Regions from separate parts of the Mus musculus genome. Here region 1 is linked to region 2. A link is a contact called in public promoter capture Hi-C data. All regions are on one chromosome and are shown on one strand. The core of a region is the stretch at or near the end of the contact, and the rest is flanking DNA. Distances in the headings are between cores, read along the strand shown. Region 1 holds the start of Slc37a3 (solute carrier family 37 (glycerol-3-phosphate transporter), member 3). Region 2 holds the start of Dennd2a (DENN/MADD domain containing 2A).

Evidence for each region. Capture Hi-C pulls out chosen DNA fragments and counts their contacts.
Region 1: a promoter capture Hi-C map of liver shows a contact between it and region 2. The contact joins the promoter of Slc37a3 here to the promoter of Dennd2a in region 2. A contact is called at or near these places in 8 of 39 promoter capture datasets (the 3T3-L1 cell line, 3T3-L1-derived adipocytes, the HPC-7 cell line and 4 more), 8 of 484 Hi-C or Micro-C datasets (the C2C12 cell line, cerebral cortex, embryonic stem cells and 2 more), 9 of 115 datasets of contacts at active chromatin or transcription factors (bone marrow-derived macrophages, cardiomyocytes, embryonic stem cells and 3 more) and 5 of 9 other capture datasets (adipose tissue, bone marrow-derived macrophages, embryonic stem cells and 2 more).

The regions. Positions count from the first base shown.
Region 1 is chr6:39,373,664-39,379,088 of GRCm38.p6, forward strand. Slc37a3 (solute carrier family 37 (glycerol-3-phosphate transporter), member 3) reads right to left here and starts at 4,044. Exons shown (of 15, transcript NM_028123.3): 1 at 3,956-4,044.
Region 2 is chr6:39,555,144-39,560,978 of GRCm38.p6, forward strand. It overlaps Dennd2a (DENN/MADD domain containing 2A), which reads right to left and starts at 2,691. Exons shown (of 19, transcript NM_172477.4): 1 at 2,432-2,691.

The DNA.
Region 1 (5,425 bases), core at 2,794-5,293, 180 kb before region 2:
TCTCTAGCACCCCCTCCTCCCTAAAAAAGATGGGTGGTAAATCAACCTCTGTTTAAAACCTGTGATGGCTTTCCAAGAGACATTAAAAAACCAAACTCTGTGCAGAGCCTTCTCAGCCTGTCTGTCTTTGTCCCTTGAAGGAAATGAGTCTGATTCCGGGATAGGGAACAGCTGGGGATGGTAGGAGTCTGCCTGAGCTGGAAAGGCTGAGGGTTGGTAATAAACAAGCCAGGCAGCTGTGTTAGCTGTCCCATCATGTGACAAATGCCTGATGCAAATGAACTAAGAGAAGAATATATATTGGCTCACAGCTTCAGAGACATCAGTCCGTACTTGGTTGTACGGACTCTGGGCCTATGACCGGCCGGTGTTCTGGATGAAAGGTGGGTAAAGATGCTCACTTCACGGCAGCCGAGGAAACAAACGGAGCAACAAAGGGCAGGCAAGGGCAGGCCCATCACCTCCTAACAGCCTGTGTAGTATGAACTCATCAGTAGCTTCGCCCACTGATGAAGTTAGCATTCTAGTGATCCAATCACACACAACAGCAAAATGAGCTTTGCAGGATGACGCCTCCCATCCAAACTACACAGCAGAAGATCAGAAGGTATAGAACAGCAGACAGTGAGGACGAAGCCTCCCTCTGTCTCCAGGTACCTTGTCTGAGCAGTTCCTTTCCTGTCTTGGGGATTCTTCTGCATCTCCCCATCCACCACAGGCAGAGCCCCTTCATGCCTCCGAGCACAGAACACACAATGTGGTACTTTTTCTTCTTCTCTGCGGCAGTGTGCTGATTCACCCACCTCTGCTTCTTCAGAGGCACTTTCTCGGCACCTGCCACCTGCTGCTTCTAGGCATGTGCAGTTGCCATTATGTGAACATTACGTCACCAGTCCCATCCTGGGCAGCTGAGTTCCCAGTCCTCTGTCAGGCCATAATCTACTCTTTGTCCCCTTCCCTCCACTCCGTCCCTCTACCTGCACCCATCTCTAATCCCTGAGCCTGCCAAGCCTTCTCCTCTAGGCCTGTGTGCATCTCCTCTTGGTTCTTTGCAATAGCTTGCTCCTCCCTTTCTTGGCTCATTTCTCAGATGTCACCTCCCTAAGTAGCTGCCCAGACAACTCATCAAATATAGTTCCCCTTGGGGCCAGGTATGTGGTGATGAACATTTTAATCCCACAAGAGTGAGCAGAACTGAGTGTATTTGACAAGGTCAGCCTGCTCTACAAAGCAAGTTATAGGCCTGTCAAGGCTTCACAGTGAGACCCTTTCTTAGATAGACAGACAGACAGAATGTTCCATTAACAGGATACTGTGTCACACTGACCCACCTGGAAGTAAGAAGACTGTTTGAGGGCTGGCGAGATGGCTCAGCGGGTAAGAGCACCGACTGCTCTTCAGAAGGTCCTGAGTTCAAATCCCAGCAACCACATGGTGGCTCACAACCACTCGAAATGAGATCTGATGCCCTCTTCTGGTGTGTCTGAAGACAACTACAGTGTACTTACATAAGAAGAAGAAGATGACGACGACTGTTTGAGCACCCAAATAGAGAGAGCACTTGCCTGCATACAAATGTAAAAGCCCTGGGTTCAAGTCCCAGTACAAATAAATAAATTCTATTCCCCATTTCTGTTTCTTTAACGATTTGCATGTTTATTGTTCATCTATAAACCCCATTTTAAAAACCAGTGGCTTTCTCTGTTCTAAGTCCACAGTGTCCCCAGAGCTCTTGGACAGAGGGAAAAAAAAACCTTTGTCAATGATTTATTTAGTTGAATGCCTATAAGGCACCAGGAAACTGATAGGTACTTTGCAAATATAGTCATAGTCAGCTCTCTGCATATTTTTCAGATGTGTAAATGGAAAAGAGAAAACACCTCAGGCTTTGTAAAACCTGATAATTAGAATTACCTCTTGAATTACAGCTTAATCTCTCTGGTATGTAGTTTGGGATGGGAAAAGTCCAACTTATAAACAAATGTGGCTCCCTAACATCCTCAAATGTACAGAGCTGGCAATCATCTGGCTCCCAAGGGTCTGATTTTTACATGTACGAAGTAAAAGGATAACCTGTACTCAGAGTGCTGGTCTGTAGGCAAGCACTTGACCGCTGGGTGAGTCTGGCCCTTTCACAGTTCTGCATACGCTGGCTATCACTTGTGTGCCAACCAACGCTCACACATACACAGTATCTTTCTGATCTCTCATCATCTAACTAGAAGCTATTCACTGATACCAGATACATCTTTTCTCTTTCCAAGACTCGAGTCTTCCCAGGTGTATACTCCTATAATCCCAGCAGGGAGATTCCAAATGTGAGAGAATATGAGGCCAGCCTAGATTACAGAGCTGCAAAGCACACATTCATTTGAGAGCCTGCTTTAAAAGCATGGTCTAGCCGGGCAGTGGTAGTGCATGCCTTTAAGCCCAGCACTTGGGAAGCAGAGGCAGGTGGATTTCTGAATTCGAGACCAGCCTGGTCTACAGAGTTTCAGGACAGCCAGAGCTATATAGAGAAACCCTGTCTCAAAAACAAAACAAAACAACAAAAAACGCATGGTCTAGTTCAGTGGTAGAGTGCTTGACCAGCACCCATGGCACCTGACTACCAACCCTAGCACTCCAGAGACAGGAAGATTAGAAGGTCAAGGACATCTTCAGTTACACAGGGAGATGGTGATTACCTGGACTATTCGACACTTGTCCGTGCACTTGCTCGCTCTCTCTCTCTCTCTCTCTCTCTCTCTCTCTCACACACACACACACACACACACACACACACTTTTTCTTAAAACTGCCGCATTACCACAGATGTTAAGGACTTAGCTAGCTGTTTCAGGGTTCCTAAAACCACATCCATTTATACCAGGGTTCCTAAGGCCAACTTCTCCCTATTTTCTTTCAAAGACAACTACTTTCTCCTCTGCCCTTCAGACAAAGCCCTAATCGTGCCAGTTATCACTGCAACAACAGCATGTCATCCTCACTTGAGGACCAGGCACTCATCCAAAACCTTAAACAATGAGCACTGAACTGCTCCTGAAAAACAGAGAACTCTGACACTAAAGGTCAAGTCCATTTACTTCACTTCTTTCCTCACTTAAGGATTAAATGAAAGGATTTACTGTGTGTTTAGGGCAGACTCTGTTTTACTTACAAGGAACATCTGGCAAGTGGCAAAAGAATAATTCAACTACCACAGTAGTCGAGGTGTTCTCTTCATCAGTGATTGTTTCGTAAACAGAAATGTGAGTGAAGACATCAAGCAATGGCTAAAGAGGCTCGCCCTGGCAACTAGGTATCCTCTAAACATTTCAGTAAAATATCACGGCATCGCTTAACATATTGCAGAAAATGTTAAAAGTGGACACATCCCCATTGTCTTATCAAAATTAAGAACAGGCCACACTCTACAAATAAGAACAACCAAAGTCTGACATTCGAATAAGAAGCAGAGCCGAATTCCCTGAGGTCGTGGCAGTTACTCGAAAACAAACCCCTAGTTTTTCCACGAAGTCAATTCTCCCTCTGACCTCCGTGCATCCTATCCAAACGCCTCCCACCCTACCTGAAACGTGGCCCTCCTCTTGCTAAACCATGAACCCTTTCCTTGGGTTTCATTTTCTTCCGTTCAAACGTCCCATGAGCCAAGATCGGTGGGCCGAGGGGAACAAGTACCCCCTACCCGGGAGGTCTGCGTGGGCTGGGCTGGGCCACCTTCCCTCTCTGGTGTCTGGTGTCCTCCTCCCTCTGCGGTGCACACAGCCTCGGGACTGCACAGCGGCAGCACCAGGAGCTCCGGTGGGGTCCCGGTGGGGGTCTGGTGGGGGCCAGCTGCCAGCGGCGCCCGAGCCGCCACACCCACCAGCTGTCCGCGCTTCCCACGCCCGAAGCCCACCGCGCGCCCAACCCGGCCAGGACCCCAAGCACCCGAGCGCACGCAGGCTCGCACCTGAGACCCGCCGAAGAACCCGCTCCGCTAGACTCCGCTCCCGCCGCCCCCGCCGCCACCTCACCCAGCGGGATGTGGCCAGAGCTTCCGGACGCTCACGTGACCTCGGGGACAGGTGCATGCCGGGAGCTGTAGTCCGCCAGTGCCGCTTTACCTGCGAGCTGTAAAGTCCACTGGTTGGGTTTAACTGAGCTCCTGCAGGAAGGGACTAGGTCCAGAAATGTTAGCGGAGAAAAGCAACGAGTGAGAGATATCATTTGAGAAGAACCGATAGGCTGACCATTTTTTCAAGAGGAGGCGTTATTCTGTTTTAGACTCTTGTTTAATTAAATGCAGTTGTCCATATAGGTAGGAATAGTCATTCACCTGTTTGTATTCACAGCTCTGCACCCCATTGCCATTGCACCAAAATAAATAGTTCGTATTAAGATCCCCAGCAGCGTAGCTGGAAAGATGATTAAATACATACATATGTACGTACATACATACATCTGTGCATTTTTTTTTTTAAAAAAGATTTATTTATTTATTATATGTAAGTACACTGTAGCTGTCTTCAGACACTCCAGAAGAGGGCGTCAGATCTTGTTACAGATGGTTGTGAGCCACCATGTGGTTGCTGGGATTTGAACTCTGGACTTCGGAAGAGCAGTCGGGTGCTCTTACCACTGAGCCATCTCACCAGCCCACATCTGTGCATTTTTAAAAATGGAACTGTAGAGGGCTGGTGAGATGGCTCAGTGGGTAAGAACTGCTCTTCTGAAGGTCCGAAGTTCAAATCCCAGCAACCACATGGTGGCTCACACCATCAGTAATGAGATCTGACTCCCTCTTCTGGAGTGTCTGAAGACAGCTACAGTGTAATTACATATAATAAAAATAAATAAATCATTTTTTAAAAAATGGAACTGGAGAGACGGCTCAGCAGTTAAGAGCAGTGACTGCCCATCTAGGAGACTTAGATTTGGTTCCATGGTGACTCACACTCTAGTTCCAGAGGACCTGACACCCTCATCTGGCCTCCGTGAACATGACACACACAGAGACATACAAAAACACATAAATAAAAATAGAAAGGGGGAGAGGAAGACGTGGAGGAGGAGAAAGAGGAGAGAAGGAAGATTCCCGTGCTACCACCCAGTTTCCTCTTTCAGGGCATCCAAGGCCAGGTAGTAAGAACGCTTCCACCCGGCGCACGCCTTTAGTCCCAGCACTCGGGAGGCAGAGGCAGTCGGATTTCTGAGTTCGAGGCCAGCCTGGTCTACAAAAGGCACTCCTGGACCTGGGTTCATTTCACAGTTAATCTTATGTCTTCGGTGACATCCACCAAACTCTTCTTGACTTACAGACCAGCTTTTAGCTAAACTTTACTAAAACCCTGAAGGGTTTTGGTTAGGAAAACTGAAGCCACAGCAATAGACCCAAGATCCCCCAGCAGAGGAGACGCTGGAGTAATGAGCTAATGCAGAA
Region 2 (5,835 bases), core at 1,441-3,940:
TTTGTATGCTTTCTGTTGTCCCCAGTCCAAAGCTATGCAATCTAGTGCATTTTTTGTTTGTTCCTAAGCTGCCAGAAAACTGGAAGCCAAGTTCATTGTCCAAGTGCTGTAATCTGCTCCATTCACGCCATTCAAAATGTCGCCCCTCTTCTGCCCTCTCCTGCTGAACATCTCTGGCGTTGGTTTTAGTTTAAGTAACCTCATCCCGTGCCCACACCCATCACCCTTGCCTACTTTTCAACCTCCAGACCCCATCCATTTCTCTTGCCTTACCACTGCCATGCAACAGGGCTGCAAAGCCTGGGTCTCACTGGCCTCAAGGCCAGAGTGAGCTTTCTAAAACACAAAGCCGGTCCATCATTCCTACTCAGAGGAACTCCTCCTTCCACATTCCACCTTGCCCTGCCTTGCTGAGACAGACAACAGACAGACAGACAGACGCATGCACAATGGAGGCGGCAGGAAGAAAGGGAGAGGCTCTGACTCCATGCTGCAGACACACGGGTTCTCCCCCATGCCTGCCTCTCTGGCCTTTGGGTGACTTTGCTGTCTCCTCTGTCCCAGATAACCTTCCCTGCACTTTCATGGTGGAGTGACTCCCAGGGCATCCACAGGCATCCTCTCTGGATTCTCCTGGTTCTACAGCATACAGCATGAATAGCCAGGCCAGACTGGAATGGTAGCTTCTGGTACCAACATGTCCCCAGTCACCAGCACGCAGACCCATTTATATGAGTGAAGTAAGACCTGGCAGGTGCATCTTCCAGAATGAACATCCAGACACGAAGCTCTCTGCCAGTCCCTTATTACCATCCCTTACAGTCTCTGAGGAATGGCAAGTTGGCTCAGCCTGATGTCCTGAAAGTTCAATCCTGACCACCCACACGATGGGAGGGCAGAACTGACTCCTACAAATTGTCTTCTGATCTACATACATGACTAGTAGCACATACACAATAAATAAAAATGCAATAAAATTATTTTAATTTAAAAAATAGTCTCAGAGCTGGAGACATAGCTTAGTTGGTAGAGAACTTACTGAGCAAGCAGGAAGCCCCAGGTTTGACCCCAGACATCTCATAAAGGTTTGTGCCACACTCCCGTAATTCTAGTGTTTTGGAGGTAGACTCAGGGACTAGAGAGATGGCTCATCAGTTAAGAGCACGAGCTCGGGCTGCTCTTCCAGAGGACCTGGGTTCAATTCCTAGCACTCACATAGCAGCCCACAACTGTGTGTAACTAACTCCAGTCCTAGAGGATAGGCACTAGAGCGGCCGTGGGCACTGCATGAACATGGTGTACAGACATACATTCAGGGAAACTCATAAAGATATAGTACATTTAAAAAAATTAATTCAAAATCAAGTTCAAGGTCTGTCTAAGCTACCTGAGACCCTGCCTCAAACAAACAAGTCCCTGAACTGAGCCTGCCTGCCTACCAGTAATCCTGAATTTAGAGAGTTAAGACAAAAGGGAGGACTTTAAGTTTGAGGCCAGCCTGGGTCACATACTGAGACCCTGTCTCAAATAAATAAACTGTCTGTTTCTGTTTGCCTTCTGCTTCCTCTCTGAATCTCCAACTCTCTCCTCTGTGGTCCATTCCCTAAAGAGCCTATTCAACTCTTCAGGTGTTTGGTACTGAAGGAGAAAGGCTTTTCTATAGTAACCACAGCAGGTGCAAGTGTTTCATAACAAATTACTGTAAAGTGCCTATTATAACACTATTACCACACTCCACAATTACCTGTCTTTTGGGGAGCTATAGTCACAACCCTGAAAGCCATCAGAGCACCCGGCCAGAAGTCAGCCTGCTCCTTCCTCAGCAGGCTGGTTAAATTAGGGTCCCAGCTCTCTCCTTGTTCCAATCCAGGGCCAAAGGAAGGCACTCCTTAGCTTCCTGTGTCTGCCCCTCACTACAGGATTCCGGGCGCTGAGCTCCCTCTGGCTCAGTGGTCTGACTCCATATCACAGTGACTCTCCTGCACAGGACTATATCCTGTGTGGTTAAGAGACTTACCCTGGGCTCCATCTACTCCCAACTCCATCCTTGGGGAGGAAAGTGGGAGAAGTAAACTTCAACGTACCCCACTTTCCACCACGACAAATCCCGACTAGAGCCGCCTGGACTCCCCCACCCCAGCGTACACACTCGGTCTCACACGCGCGTACTCACTCACAGCCGCCCGGGAGCTCCGGCACAGCGCAGGGCCGGGCTCTGCCCAGTTTCTGCAAGTTTCTTCGGCCCTGAAGTTAGCCCGACCCGGGAAAGAGCTGTGGATCGCTTCCTGCGCGGGTCCCCAGGGCCCCGCTGAAGCGTCCCCAGCGCCGCCTGCGAGGAGCCCCGGCTTGCGCCTGCAGTCTCCTCGTCGCCCCCGCGCGTACCCTCCCGGGTCTCCCCCGAGGTCGCCCGCACTCCGGCGCCCAGCCCTACCTCTCTACGGGCGTCGGCTCCGCGGGTTCTGGGGCGCAACTCGCGGTCGCCCGGGGCAGGGGCGGCGGGGGCCTGGGGCGCCATGGCCCGCTGCCCTCCGCGCCTTTGTCCGCGCGGCCTCCCCCGGCCGCCGCGAGCCCCTCGGGTCCCCGCCGCGCGCGCTCCCGTCCGGTCCCCGCCGCCTCCGGCCTCGGAGGCGTGCTGCGTCTCCTCTGGCCTCCCGCGCGCGCGGCCCCTTCCTCTGCCCTGGGCTGCGCCGCGACCGTCTGCAGTGACGCGCGCCCCCTCCTCCCGACCCATCCCGCGGCTCCAGTGAGCTAATCCGCAGCTGGCGGGCGCCCGGCCGGTTGCCACAGCAACCACTCTCCCAGGGCCCGCCGCCGAGGGGAGCCACGGTAAACAGGACCTTCTGCCGCACTCACTCGCCCCCTCGCCTTTCGAGGGGTGGGGGAGACGGTGGCTTAACCTTTTCTGTGCTGAAGATCGCCGAACCGGTTCTCTGCTACCCCGACTGAGGTCCATTCTTGAGATGCGCTTAGCCAGGGGCCGAGAACCAGATTTAGACAGCACCAAAGCCGTAGCCACACTCCCTGCCCTTGCTTTGTTTCTGAGCAGTTAGGGTGGACGCCTCAGGCAGAATTGGGCTCCACATTTGCCCCCAAGCAACTGACAGTCATGAGATAGGCCTTCGAGGCCCAGTTTGCCCATAAGCAACAACTCACAGTCATGAGACAAGCTATTTGGACCCAAGGGTCCATATTTGCCCCTAAGCAACTCAGGAGCCTGGGCCATAAGGATCCAGGGGCCCACCTCCCTACAGAAGGGTACAGAATGGGTCCCAAGCCCTGGTCAGGAAAAGTGATCAGAGAACTGGCTTTCTACAGCACACCGGTCCCACGGTCCCACGGTTCCACGGTCCCACGGTCCCACGTACACAGGGTGCAGTCAAAGCACTCACACAGGAGGTTTTTAAGACAGTAGGATTGCCAAATTGGGGGGCTGGTGAGATGGCTCAGTGGGTAAGAGCACCCGACTGCTCTTCCAAAGGTCCAGAGTTCAAATCCCAGCAACCACATGGTGGCTCACAACCATCCGTAATGAGATCTGACTCCCTCTTCTGGAGTGTCTGAAGACAGCTACAGTGTACTTACATATAATAAATAAATAAATCTTAAAAAAAAAAAAAAAAAAAGGATTGCCAAATTGGAGTCCACTTGAAAATGCTGTGGGGGCCTTAAGGGAGCCAACACAGGCTGGGGCATTCTCTGGGGCTTTGGTGACCAGCGATAGTGAATCAGTTATAGAAGGTGGAGAAACAGGGCAAGAAAAGACAGCCTGAAAAGAGGGAAGAGTGTGACTGGTGTTGTGGGGGTGTCACATTATGGTATTTGGGGGACCCTTAAGTGGGAGGGAATAAGGATCGATGGGTAGGCCTGGAGGGATTCAAGTGGCCTGGGCAGAATTTGAATATTATGCTAAAGGCAAAGGGGTCCAAGCAGAGAAACACCAGATGCTAAGTGCTCAGGCCTGACAGTGACAATTTATCTGCCCTGAGGGTAGGTGCCAGCCAGTCTCCTTCCTGGCTATTAGAGACCTTCAAGAGTAGCCTAATGGCCTAAAGCTTAGGTTGGGGTGGCCAGTTGGGGGTGGGATAGGTACAGACCCAGAGTCTTACAACTTCACAAAGTGGGTCCTCAGAAGAAAACTAGAGCTTCATATAAAGAGGAAACCAGGCGAGGCATGTCTGTAACCCAACACTCAGGAGACTGAGGCAGGAGATCTCTAGTCTGTGTGCAGGGGGTGAGGTATGGTAATGAGAGTGGACTTCAGACACCAGGGAACTGGGACTTAAAGTTCCAGGCGAAACAAAGTTGCATGTCCTTCATAGTTGAGGGGTTTGCTCATTGCAGGAGATCGTTGAGGCCTTCCTAAATTCTTCATGCCACACCCGTTTCAATGAAGCACTGTAGACTCTCAGAACAGACATTTGCCAAGTGTAAGCTTTTTTTTTTTTAAAGTGTTAGCATTCAAAGTATTGCTTTGTTTGCATCTTTCTAAGTTCTCCCTTTCTAAATAAAGATCAAAGGCTTGGCTTCTTGGGGGTTAATTAGTCCCAGGGCCACAGGGTACCCCACAGCATCAAACTGGCAAAGTTCAATGGGAACTGGGCCAAGAGCCCAGCTGGCTGCCTCCCCCAGCCCAAAGCACATAAGAGCCTAGGAGCCTTTGAGTGTCTGGCTTTCAGATAGCCAGTCGCATCTTAGGTGGACATGACAAAGCACGGGCTGAGGACTCAGTCCTTTGACAATTCCCAGGCCACAGTTTTATCACATGGAATACTGCACTCTAGCTCTCCTTAGGAAACCACATCTCTGCCTGACCTGTGGGTCAGAGTTTGATGAATGTTACTGGGCCCTTTCCATCCCAGTCTCCTCACTTTCATTGCTCTGTCATCCTATGGCTCTGTCACCATGACCCAGAGCCACTCATTGTCCTCTCCCCATATTCTCTGTGTGGCCTGTGCTGGCTTGTGTGCAGTTTTTTTTTTTTCAGCTGTTGGTACTTTTGGTCCCACCCAAACCCTGGTGAGTCTCACCAGACGCTACCATGCCTCCCCCCTGCCCCCACAGGTGCTCTGTGTTGGGGATACTCCAAAGCACACATCCCTTTCTCTCCCTGTCTGTCCTCAAACTTTCTCCAGTTTGGAAAATGAGAGCTAAGGTAGGCATAAAGTCAGCTTTCTGTGTCTACAGGAATGTGGCTTCACCATCTCCCCAGATACCAAATATGTTTGGATGTTCAAGTTCATTGTAAAAAAAAAAAAAGTTCTGCATTTGTATATATCCTACATGAATTCTTCCACACTCTTAAATTCATCTCTAGATTATTATTAATTACTTCTCTCTACTCCAATAATAAATAATTTATAGTTATAAATTTATTTATTTATCTTTTTATAAAGAATTTATTTATTATATGTAAATACATTGTAGCTGTCTTTAGATACCAGAAGAGGGCGTCATATGTTACTACGGATGGTTGTGAGCCACCATGTGGTTGCTGGGATTTGAACTCAGGACCTCCTGAAGAGCAGTTAGTGCTCTTACCTGCTGAGCCATCTCACCAGCCCCATCTATTTATTTTTTTGTAAATTTTTTGAAACTGTGTCTCATATCTTTGGTCCCCAGTTTTCTATGTAGCTAAGAAGGACTTTGAACTCCTGACCCCTCACCTCCCCCTCCCAGGTACTAGAACTGCAGATGTGTGCCACTGTGCCTGACTTTAGACTCTAATGTTTAGGAGATAATAACAAGAGGAAAAAAAAAAAGACTATACATGCCTTACATGGTGGTATCCATCTCTAATCTCAGCACTAGGTAGACTGAGGCAGGAAGATCATGAGT